Regions from separate parts of the Zea mays genome. Here region 2 is linked to region 1. Evidence: chromatin contacts called from public Hi-C data. All regions are on one chromosome and are shown on one strand. Each heading gives the region's core, a stretch centred on a gene start, on an enhancer-like site or on the middle of the called end of the contact. The rest is flanking DNA. Distances are from core to core; before and after follow the strand shown.

Region 1 (5,889 bases), core at 2,234-4,733:
TTTAAAGTGGAGTTGTGGTTCTAGCTACATCTTTTCACACAAATTAGTCGATTATCATTCTTTGGTTCTTTGCTATTTCTAACAAAGTTTAATTGATTTTGTAAAGATTTTAAGGTGTGAACAGTAGATTTTAATGTTAGGACCCGACTTCTAAGGTAGGACCTACATATGGATCCAGTTACACTGCTACACACAAATTAGCATATTATCGTTCTTACTCATTTCCAAAAAATATATAATTTTGTGAAATTTTTAAAGTGTGAACGTGATGTTTTATTTTTAGTGTTTGGCTTCTAAGATGAGACCTACACGTGGAACTAGCTACATTGTTACATGTAAATTAGCAGGTTTATCATGGTTACTTATTTCCAAAAAATCTATTAATTTTGTGACAATTTTAAAGTGTGAACACGATGTTTTAATTTTAGGGTCCGACTTCTAAGGTAGGGTCTACACGTAGATCTAGCTACACTGTCACACGCAAATTAGTATATTATTATTCTTAGCTATTTCCAACAAAATTCAATTGATTTTGTGAAAAAATTAAGGTTTAAACTTGAGGCTTTAATTTTAGGGTCTGACTTCTAAAGTGAGGCTCACATGTGGATCCGGCTTTAGATATCTAGACAATTTAAACCCATTCATGAATCAGCTAGTGAAATGTTTCGGTGTTTGTTTCAATCCAAACACACTAACGAATCCACTCTAGTGTACATAAAATCTTTCAAAGGTCTTACATGGGTTTAGGTAATGGGTTTAACCCAATGGTTATGGCGCGAGTTGGGGCAAGTTATTATAGTTGAATCTCTAGCTATGGCGCGAGTTGGGATGAGTTAATTAGTTGAATTATCGGGTTGTATCGAAGAAAATGACTCATTTGCGATGTGTTGAGGTAAGTTCCCGCACAAAGATTGTAGAACCGGAAGTTTCTACTTTCTGTCAGGAAGTTCCAAACCGTAGCCAGCAGGCTGATGCGATATAAGAACACATTGCCAGTGACCACTCACTTGTCTTGCAACAGCCTAAACGGAATCTAAAGCAATTTTGTTGTATTCTTGAACGCTAACTAACGTTACTGCGATCCATTCTTCTTCATTCTCAGAAAGCTAACTAGTGTGATTCTAGAGGGAACGCCGGTGCCCTGCCTCTTCTTGATGGTGGTTGCCTTCCAAGGCCTCCCATCTTCTCTCACACTGCTGGTGGTTGTCGAGCTCACGTTGTAGAACTGCATACAGACGAAGCCATGATCAGCACTGCAGCTTTTCTTAAGCGGGAAACCATGGTCTCCCAGATGAAGCTGTTGGATTTTCTTCGGCTTGGCAGCATACTCACCTCACAAACACCGTGGAGCAGTAGTCTCTGAAATGGGTCCTGAACATTCAGCACAAGAGCATCTTTGTCACTAGCGTCTTCAATGAAGGCCCTAACGCGTTCCTGCAAACATGAAAAAGGCAGAAGCAAGGTGACGTGAGGAACTGAGAAGCTGGTACAAGTGGCATAAATGAAATTAAGAAGATCGTACTTCTAATAAGAGGGAAAGAAAACTCGATGTAGTGCCAATAAATTATCTACATGTTCTTAGATAGTAGATACATACATACATACAGATACATAATCAAAGAACTCTGATGTCTTCTTTACAAGAAAAACTAATTAGCCATGATCCATTATAATCATTTCGGTAAATAGAGGTCAAAACTTGAGGAAAGAAGGTTGTCTCAAAAAAAAAAAAACTTGAGAAAAGAAGGCAGTACTTCATATATTCCAAGCAGATCAGGAAGGAAATTTCTCTTTATTGCTTCTCTAGTGTGTCGATCTATTCGATGCCAAGCATTCAGCGCAATCGATTCCCCTTCATCGACATGATTCCTGGGTTTTTCCAATGATTTTTTCATATGCTGCATCAATCTTGCCTACAAATAAGAAAGAAAACTTGTAAGTACGACCGATCCATAAACTAATGCACCATGATGTACAAATCTCCTGTCTTGTTGTACATCACTACATTTCACTCACTAAATTATACTGTGGACAATGAAGAACAAAATGTGGCTAGGAAGACAGGCATATTAACATCTACCTACCTCAGCATCCATGTCAATGCTCCTGAAGGAATCCCATTCACCAACATTTGCCCTGTAGAATGCTGACAAGGGCACTTGCTCACCTGCATAATCATTATAATATAGAAGACATGAGCTTTTCCAAAGCATACACAGGGAAATACCATGCATGTGATGCCCATTGATTAATGGAAGAGCACTTCCGCACAAGAATTTGATGAAAACATATAATTGATGATTGAAGAGCAGCAAACATAAGCTTCGGCTAAACAAAATTTTAGGATTGTAATCCTTGCGGAAGTTCAGAATGGGCACGCTTAAGAGAAGATAGTCTCTATGTTTCTATCAAATGTCAACATAGTTTATAGCTTTTCTGGTACACCATTGCATGAAGCAATGTAACAGTTCTGCAACAAATAGTGAAAGTACAATGAGAATATCCTGACTCCAAAAAAAAATTCAGCGCTGTAGTCAATTATGAATGTTTTAAAAAGGGCATGGTTACAAGAGAATACATATCTATGTTTCTGACAACAAACTGTGGATCTTTTCTAGCACATGTATACATGAATGAATCAATCTAAAACGATGTAGGTACGACAGCGAAGATTATTGCCAGGTTAGTGAAATCGCATTCAGTAAACCAGAGCGGCATCTGGTGTTTACCCCACGGCGGAGGAGCGAATAGGCCTTTGATCTCTTCAACGTAAAGACGCGGGACGAGTTCAATCAGCAAACGGTCGTTAAACCACTTCCGCGATCTCCGGTTACTGACCTGTGTATACAAAAACATTGCAAATGTGTAAACCCCCATCAACAGACGGACGACCCCTAGCATAGACAGCACAAATTGTTTCGTGTTACATTCCATCACATTGAAGCCTGCAAAACTTAATGGGTGCAGTTTTGCGTGATCCTAGTTTTTGTTTTCGTTTGTCATCAAAGGAGATGCAGGGAAATTCTTGACTCGACCATGCACCAGAGAAGAAAAAAAGAAAGAAAAAGTGTGGCAAGAGGTACAGAAGGCAAAGACGAGCATCCTCACCCTGGTGGCCATGTCCTCCAGGGCCTCGATCTTCCTCTCGATCAGCTGTGAGCGCGACCTGGCGCCATCGCCTGCTTCCACAGGCCACAGTTTCAGCAAGGGCCAAGGGGGGCGAAACCCGCATCGCCATCCGCGGGAGCGGCGGGAAGGGCGTTAGCGTTACCTTTGGCGGAATCAAACAGGGAGGAGTAGAACTCCTCCTCCCTCCGCAGCAGATCCGCGCTCGCCATGGCTCGGTTCCTGTTGACTGCTGCGCCTGTCGATGCTGTCGCCTGTCGGCGGTGGGCGGCGCAGCCGCAGCGGCGGTTGGAGGGAATGTCGGGCCGGGCGGTTGGGGATCGGGTGGCTGAAAGATTTGCTCCAAGCTATATTTATATGTATTACAGTTATTTGATCAGATTATTTAAATTAGACTTTAGAATCCTAGTCGAGTGAACAAGGGCATCCGTGACAGTGGGACCGTCACGGATCCAAGTCTATGAACAAGAGACTTGGGCTGGGACGAGAAACTTACTTGCGATTCTCAATGACAGTGGGACCGTCCATCCGTGAGGCCCGCGTGTAAGCCAGACTGGTTTCTGGTTTTTTTCTTTCCTTCCCTTGTTTTAGACGAGGTCAAGCAAGTGTCTAGTCGGTCTACGGGAAAGATTGGCGGCCACGAAAGGGACTATGCGGATACCACACGTTTGCTATCTATCTAAAGATGGCAACTGTTATAGCATTTCATACCCCGTGCTCATATCTATTATAAGAAATCATATCCGTCAGGTTAACTATATATATTTGCCGTATAAAATATCATCAATATTTGTACCGGCGTGGGTAATTTTACCCATTAAGTAACCCGTACCCGCTAAAAAAATCTCAACTTCTAAAAATACGATCTAAAAAAATGTCAAATAAATGCACAAAAATAAGTTTAAGTTAAAATATAACAAAATATATTGTTAGAATTATAGGCATTTTTCATATCATTTTAATTTCATAAATTAACATTATGATGATGAAATATAAAAGATAATTAAACATAGAAATCATGATCTCAAATTGACCCATACCAATATGGATCAAGAGAACATAAAGCATATGAATCATATAAATATAATAAGTATATAAACATGGTTCATGAATTATTACGGAACAACTGAAAATAAACAGATAGCAAAATAAACAGAATGACTGTAAAATTATAACAGACAGATATAACCTATTATAATATGACAAAACAGAGCTACATACGAAACAATAGAGATGAATATAAATAATATGCAGAATGTAAAACAGTAACGAACTGAATTGATCATACTCTCTCATGTGCTCCGAGGATCCTGATCCTTGTCCAACTTCTCTTGCTATCCGTACCAGATGAAGACGCCAGGAACCAGTGAAGAAGACAACGACGGACGTTGGGCAGTCGCGTAGACGCTCCCCAAAAACCTAATTGCCGATCCCCCGAGCACCCTCACTTGCGGCTGGACTGTGACTCTGAAATGGTTCTGTTCTCGTGTACCAAGTGCCAGGGGTTCTCCTCTACTTAACCTCTCGCAGAGGGAAGCTGAAGGACAAGAGTCTCGCATGCAGCTGACGAAGAGACAGGCAACCGCCTGCCTGCCTGCCTGCCCTGCCACGCCACGCCGCATAAAATAATATCTAATAAATAGAAAATCGAATAGCGGATAATCCGTTATGAAAGAAACGGAATATATTCTTTGAAGAATCAAGATTCGTAATCAATCCTTGTCTTGTTTGTTGGATTAGGTCTAATTTTCTTGACCAAACAGCAAGCATGGAACTTTACAAGAAGAACTTAAAAGAAAAGGATAATTGAAGTAACTTTGAATCCACTTTTGTTGGGGTTCAAAAAACGAATAAAAATAAATAAAAAAAGTAAATTTAAGGAATAGTTCCCTTTTTGAGAGGGCCCCTCGGGGGTCGTGGAATGCTTTTCTTCTCCTCTTATTCCATATGGAATACAATGAGTTAAAATTTGCTCAAAAAGCGCCACGCCACGCCCGGCCCGGCCCGACCGGCGGCGGCGCGCGCGTGTGGCACACCCTTGTCCATTTCTTGACTTCTCAAATTAAGTGGAATAATTCCCACCATATAAGTCAAGCCAAAAGACCCCTGGACTTCCAATATGGTACTATTGGTATTCTCCACCATTACATACCATAGAGTTTATTCAATAAATGGGTCAAGCCCATAAAAGATCCAACATATACGATTACATAATTTGATAGATAAAATAAACAATAGCAAAAGAAGGGTTCTATTTTAACTAACTTTATTAGATAATAATAATGAAATGATACTAGTATATTTTATCCACGGGTGTGTGGGTATGGATAGTACCCATCCGTACTCGTATCCATCTATCCAACGGGTAGAGGTTGTTGTCCAATAATATATTCGTGAATATAGAAACTATCTCATACTCGTCTACATATCAAATAAAACCCATCGACTATTCGGGTTTCGAGTACCTTCCAACTTCACCCTCGCGTCGTCTAGCTCAACAAGGAGTTAAACAGTGGCTGTCATTTGGTTCTCTCTTGTCTGCCGTGAAAACAGGATTTTTTATGGCTTTGCAGGGTGAGGTAGTCTACGTTGGCAATACTAGCATTTGCTTAGTGAGGCTAGATGAGCGGTTAGAGCAAGACAACTAAGCATAGCCTTTCTCATGCGCACCGCAAATCACGTCAATTTGTCAATTATTATACTGCTCTTGATAAAAGGTAAAAGTAATCAACATATTTGCAAGTATGTCTTTTTTCTTAAAAA
Region 2 (5,889 bases), core at 2,000-4,499, 170 kb before region 1:
AAACTATAACCGAGAAAGGTTGGTCCCCTTGCAAAAAAGTGCAACAAAGCCTCCAAGCGAGTACCAACACTCCCTTTGAGGCTTGGGGGCTACTGTCGGGTACCATAATTAGGGGTACCCCAACACTCCTAAACTCGGCTGGTAATCACCATCAGCACAAACTGCAGAGACTGATGGGCGTAATTCAGGTTAAGGCTTCGTCTACTCAAGGGACGCAATCTCGCCTCGCCCGAGCCCGGCCTCGGGCGAGAACAGTATTCCCAGGCGAATTCACGCCTCGCCCGAGGGCCTCCTCAGCAACGGGCGCACCCTCGAATCGCCCGAAGCCCAGCTCGGACAGGCTTCATTGTGAAGCAACCTTGGCCAAATCACCTCACCAACCGACCGTATCGCAGGCGCATTCAATGCAAGGATCGCCTGACACCTTATCCTGACACGCGTGCCTCAGTCGGTAAGGTCGAAGTGACCGCAGTCACTTCGCCCTCCCACTGACTGATCTGACAGGAAAACAGCGCCACTCGCCCCTCTCTGACCGCTGTGCCACCCGCCAGGGTGAGGCTGACAGCAGCTGAGTCCAGCCTTAGGCGCCACAGGAAGCTCCGCCTCACCCGACCTTGGGCCTCGGCCTCAGGAGAAGTCTCCGCCTCGCCCGACCCCAGGTCTCGGCCCCCGCCTCGGCCTCGGAAGGTGGACTCCGCCTCGCCCGACCCCGGGGCTCGGCCTCGACCTCGACCTTGGAAGGTGGTCTCCGCCTTGCCCGACCCCAGGGCCCGGCCTCAATCTTGACCTCGGGCGGAATCGCGTCCTCGCCCGACCCCGGCCTCGGCCTCAGGAGGAGTCTCCGCCTCGCCCGACCTTGGGCTCGGACCGACCACGCCGCAGGGGGTACATCATTACCCTACCCCTAGCTAGCTCAGGCTACGGGGGAACAAGACCGACGTCCCATCTAGGCTCGCCCCGGTAACAAGTAATGATGGCTCCCCGCGTGCGTCCATGACGACGGTGGCTCTCAGCCCCTTGCGGAAGCAAGGAGACGTCAGCAAGGTCCCGACAGCCCCGACAGCTGTGCTTCTATAGGGCTCAAACGCTCCTCCGACGGCCACGACATCGCGTACACAGGACTCTAGCACCTCTCCGACAGCCACGTTGGCATGTACATAGGGCTCTGTAGGGGTGGGCAATCGGTTTTTTCGGTATATTCGGTTCGGTTTTTCGGGTGTTAGAAAACTTCGGTTTTGAGAAACAGAGAACCGATTGGTGTTTAGCCAAACAAAAAACCGACGTCTTCGGTTTTCGGTGTTCCGGTTCGGTGTTCGGTTTATACTGAAATTCACCAAACTTCAGTGCACCAATGTCCTAGCATCCTAAATTCCCACCAGCGCTATGCTTGGCTGCTCACCACCGTGGCCCATGCGTGCTGTCCACTAACTTGACGTGCGTGGGAAGGTTGATGGGCCAAGTTGGGCCATGGGCTGATTCATCAAATAATTTCAAATTGGAGCAAAACAACCAGCCAACCGCACAATCGCAGTAGTCCTTCGGTTGTTCGGGTGTTCGGTTCTTGCAAGCTGGAAACCGACACTGCCACTGAAAACCGATCTGCACACAAACAATAACCGACACCGAACCGATCAACCGAAAAAACCGAAATTTCGGTTCGGTTCGGCTCGGTTCGGTTCGGTGTTCGGTTTACGGTTTAAAAGTGCCCAGCCCTAGGGCTCTGGATCCTCTCTGCCGGACACGTTAGCATATTTCTACACCCCCATTGTACACCTGGACCCTCTCCTTGTATCTATAAAAGGAAGGGCCAGGGCCCTCATACAGGAGGGTGGTCGCGCGAGACTCCCTCTCTCCCTCGCGAACGCTTGTAACCCCTACTGCAAGCGCACCCACTCTGGCGCACGATAACACGAGCCGAGGTTTTTCCCCCCTTCGTGTCCCGTCTCGCGCCAATCCATCTGGGCTGGGGCACGCAGCGACAATTTTACTCGTCGGTCCAGGGACCCCCGGGGTCGAAACGCTGACAGTAGTATTTTCCTTTTTTTCCTTTCTATGTTATTTCCAATTTCTAAATTGCATATTAGGTTAAATCTCAACCTCATCATCAATATATTATTATTGTTGTTGTTATTGTTGTTGTTGAATGCACAAACAAATAAACTTCAACATGATGCATGGATTATTTATGTTTTATTAGAGAATTGTTCACTTTTTTCATGTGTTCTAATGAGTAGAGCAATACATATAAGAAGATTAACTCTTTTCTTATTATTCACCAGTTGGGTGTTACAGATCCGGAGGAGGACGAGCCGATACACGGAGACGGGAGTGGACGATACAAGGTAAGACGGGGGTGCTATATCCGCAGTGGGCGAAGCGACGGCTCAATCCGGAGGAAGCGAGGCGAGACTGGGGTGCTACAACGGGGTGGGTGAAGCGTGAAGGCGACTATTGGATCCAAGGAGAACGAGACGAGACAGGGAGCGGACGAGACGAGGCGAGAGTTTCACGAGACGGGGATTGTGTGCCCGGCTTTCGAACGTGTGTTTTTCCTGTCCGTGGAAACCGTTCAAAACCGAGGATACGCTTCCCTTTCAATGGACTTCCAAACGCTGATGCAGCCACATGAGTTTGTGTTACACGTGGCATGGATGAGCTGGGTTTTGGGTTTTGGCTAGTAAAGGTTCATCCGCCTTTATTTCTCGTCTCTCTTGGTACTTACAACGCCAAAAAAGAGAACGGGGAGCAGTTTTTTTATCTTTCTCACATTTTTATTGTTGATATAAATGCTCTAAATGGACGATCTAGGACGATGTTGTTAGCCAATAAAAGTACATAAACATGTTTTGGAACCCGGAGATGAACAAGCGACTTGTATCATTCATGGGCAGGACGTGTGACGTGTCCTGTCTCAAGCATCCCGTCCCATCCGGGACACCGGCTCAGTTCCAGACTTCCAGTCCCCCGGCTGCTTTGCGGTCCCGCAGCTAGTTGGGCTCTGGGCCTGGGCCTAGATCGGACCCAGCAACATGTGGCCGGAGGCAGCAGAAAACCGGCGGCGGCCGCCGTTCCCGGGACCCATCGGCGTCGGCGTGTCTCCATTTCCCGCAGCAGGGCCCATTGGAAGTTTGGAATTGGAAACCCAAAAAGCATAGGCGGGGGGTGGCAGGGGAAGCACGGAGCAAGAGATTCGTTTGCTGCCATTATTAACCGAGCCGAGCCGAGAGAGGTCAAGCAACGGACCCCCATTCGCATCTGCCTCCTTTTCCTTGGAGCCGAAGAAGAGGGAAAGGAAGGGAGGACAGCCGCCGCCGCCGCCGCCGCCGCCACCGTCAGGATGCATTCCACGAACCTCCTGCTCGAGGAGCCCATCCGGATGGCCTCCATCCTCGAGCCCTCCAAGCCCGTAAGCCTTCCGCCGTGCCGCCCGCCCGTCGTCATGTTCAGATTCGTTTCGTCGCTGATTCGTGCGGGATCGGTCGCGGAACCCCTACCTCGACTGAGACCTGACTAACTTTTGCTTTTTTCGGTTCGGTGCCGGGCGGATCCCTGCCTGGATCAGAGCTACTTCCCGGCGATGACCAAGATCGTCGGCACTCTCGGCCCCAAGTCGCGCTCCGTCGACACGATCTCCGCCTGCCTCAAGGCCGGCATGTCCGGTAACTGTTCACTCTCCGTCTCTCTCTCTCTCTCTCTCTCTCTCTCTCTCTCAATGCCGTCTGGAGCTTGCAGTCTGGCACTGGAACTGATTTGTTGGCTGGTTGGTTTGGTTTTTCCTCCTCCGACTGCAGTCGCCCGGTTCGATTTCTCGTGGGGGGACGCCGCGTACCACCAGGAGACGCTGGAGAACCTCAAGCTCTCCATCAAGTCCACCAAGAAGCTCTGCGCTGTAAGTTCACCTTGCTCTCGCCTTGTCTGGCGCCTCGGCTCTGAACGAACGAACGAATGTGCGCCACGGAGCTGACAATTGCAAGCATCCCACTCTGCGTACCAGGTCATGCTCGACACCGTGGGCCCGGAGCTGCAGGTGGTGAACAAGAGCGAGACCCCGATCTCCCTCGAGGAGAATGGCACGGTCGTTCTCACCCCTCACCGGGGCCAAGACGCCTCCTCCAGCTTGCTGCCCATCAACTTCTCTGGACTCGCCAAGGTTAGCACGTGCCCATGCCGTTCTACTAAGATCTAATATCCGATGCTGTATTTACTTCTACCGAGTACGAGATCAGCGGCAACTGCTAGTTGATCATGCCCTGACTACCAAGTTTAGATTTTTTTTGGGTTAGTTTTATGCACTATGCCGCTGCGATGCCATTCTATTAGTCTAGTCTTGTTTCCACATCACATAGTGGACAAACTTTTTAAAAAAGAATTGTTCCTTGCAGGCGGTGACACCAGGGGCAACAATATTCGTGGGACAATACTTGTTCACTGGCAGTGAGACCACCTCAGTTTGGTTGGAGGTAAAAGGCCTTCTAGCATGCTGTACCTTTAGAAAGTAGGTTTTCGTTTGTTCTCAGCATTTGCTTAAAAAAGGAACTCTCCTATCGTACTGATGTAGGTTTCTGAAGTGAAAGGAGATGATGTGGTGTGTATAATCAAGAACACAGCCACCTTGGCTGGGTCACTGTTCACGCTGCATTGCTCCCAGATTCACATTGACTTGCCCACCCTGTCTGATGAGGATAAGGATGTAAGGAACTACTCTCGAAATTGTGATTTATATATCCTTGTGTAATTGTTGCTTTGAAATCGTCTCCTTCCTATCAGAATTTCACCTTTGGTAACCTGAAAATTTGGTGGCGGAACTAGATTTGTTGTAAAGCTGCAGCCTTGTCCTTTAGCCACCCTAAGACTTACATGCATGAGTTGCTTTCAGGTCATTAGAAAATGGGGTACTCCCAATAAGATTGACTTCCTTTCTCTGTCCTACACAAGACATGCAGAGGATGTGCGCCAGGTAAACAACTTGCATTGTGGATGTATTTTGAGTTATTCTGTTTGTCCTCTCTGATTGCTGTGCTTCTAAGCAGTACCTCTATCACTACAACGAAAATGCGTCATTGCTATATTTGATACACTATCTACTGTTTGTTTGGGGTACAACACTTACGAAGAATGTTGTCAACAGTGCTAATATTTGCTTCTTGCGACACAGGCACGGGAATTCCTGTCAAAATTGGGCGATCTAAGCCAGACTCTGATTTTTGCCAAAATTGAGAATGTCGAGGTATTTTCATGTAAATCCTCTTACATCATTAGCCAGCTATCATTTGTTTGCCCTTCAAATATACATACACTCCTTATTTCTTTGCAGGGCTTGAACCAATTTGATGAAATACTGGCTGAGGCAGATGGTATCATTTTATCAAGAGGGAACCTGGGAATTGATCTTCCACCTGAGAAGGTTGGTTGTTACATATACTAATAATTTAGCAGTGGACTAGTTGAGAATACGGGCTTAAGCCTCAGTAGCTTTGTGGCCACACATTACACCCCCTCACATCTGGGTTCCATCAGATCTAGCATACTATGTGGATTTGAAGTGGGTCAGCGTGTCATATTATGTTTTCTTAATTTTTTGTTAGCATGGTCTTATACTCAAGATATTTTGACTCTATTATCAGAATTGAGTTTCATACCTGCCAGTTTTCTGAAAATCCTAAGGCATTGAGGAATGATAGACAACACACATGAACCTTAAATTTACTTCTAGTTTAGCATTTTCTGTCTCGTTCATGGATGCGATAATTTTTCATATTTCATTAGTTTACTTAGACATTGATCTTTATCACTCCAACTCCATGTTGCAGGTCTTTTTGTTTCAAAAATCTGCTCTTCACAAGTGCAACATGGCTGGAAAGCCTGCTGTTGTCACTCGTGTTGTGGACA

What was found. A called contact is a pair of places that touch in the nucleus more often than the background predicts.
Region 2: a contact with region 1 is called in a Hi-C map of ear, with 4 times the contacts expected there. The contact joins the promoter of LOC100191614 here to the promoter of LOC100276056 in region 1. A contact is called at or near these places in 12 of 25 Hi-C or Micro-C datasets (bundle sheath, ear, endosperm and 5 more).

The regions. Positions count from the first base shown.
Region 1 is chr4:193,099,294-193,105,182 of Zm-B73-REFERENCE-NAM-5.0, reverse strand. LOC100276056 reads right to left here and starts at 3,483. Exons shown (of 7, transcript NM_001149939.1): 1 at 3,272-3,483; 2 at 3,109-3,179; 3 at 2,730-2,838; 4 at 2,085-2,167; 5 at 1,755-1,913; 6 at 1,333-1,434; 7 at 912-1,225. The coding sequence starts at 3,338. The coding sequence ends at 1,073.
Region 2 is chr4:193,273,525-193,279,413 of Zm-B73-REFERENCE-NAM-5.0, reverse strand. It overlaps LOC100191614 (pyruvate kinase), which reads left to right and starts at 3,249. Exons shown (of 16, transcript NM_001137043.1): 1 at 3,249-3,406; 2 at 3,563-3,659; 3 at 3,792-3,889; 4 at 3,995-4,150; 5 at 4,383-4,460; 6 at 4,559-4,690; 7 at 4,877-4,957; 8 at 5,156-5,227; 9 at 5,315-5,404; 10 at 5,811-5,889. The coding sequence starts at 3,338.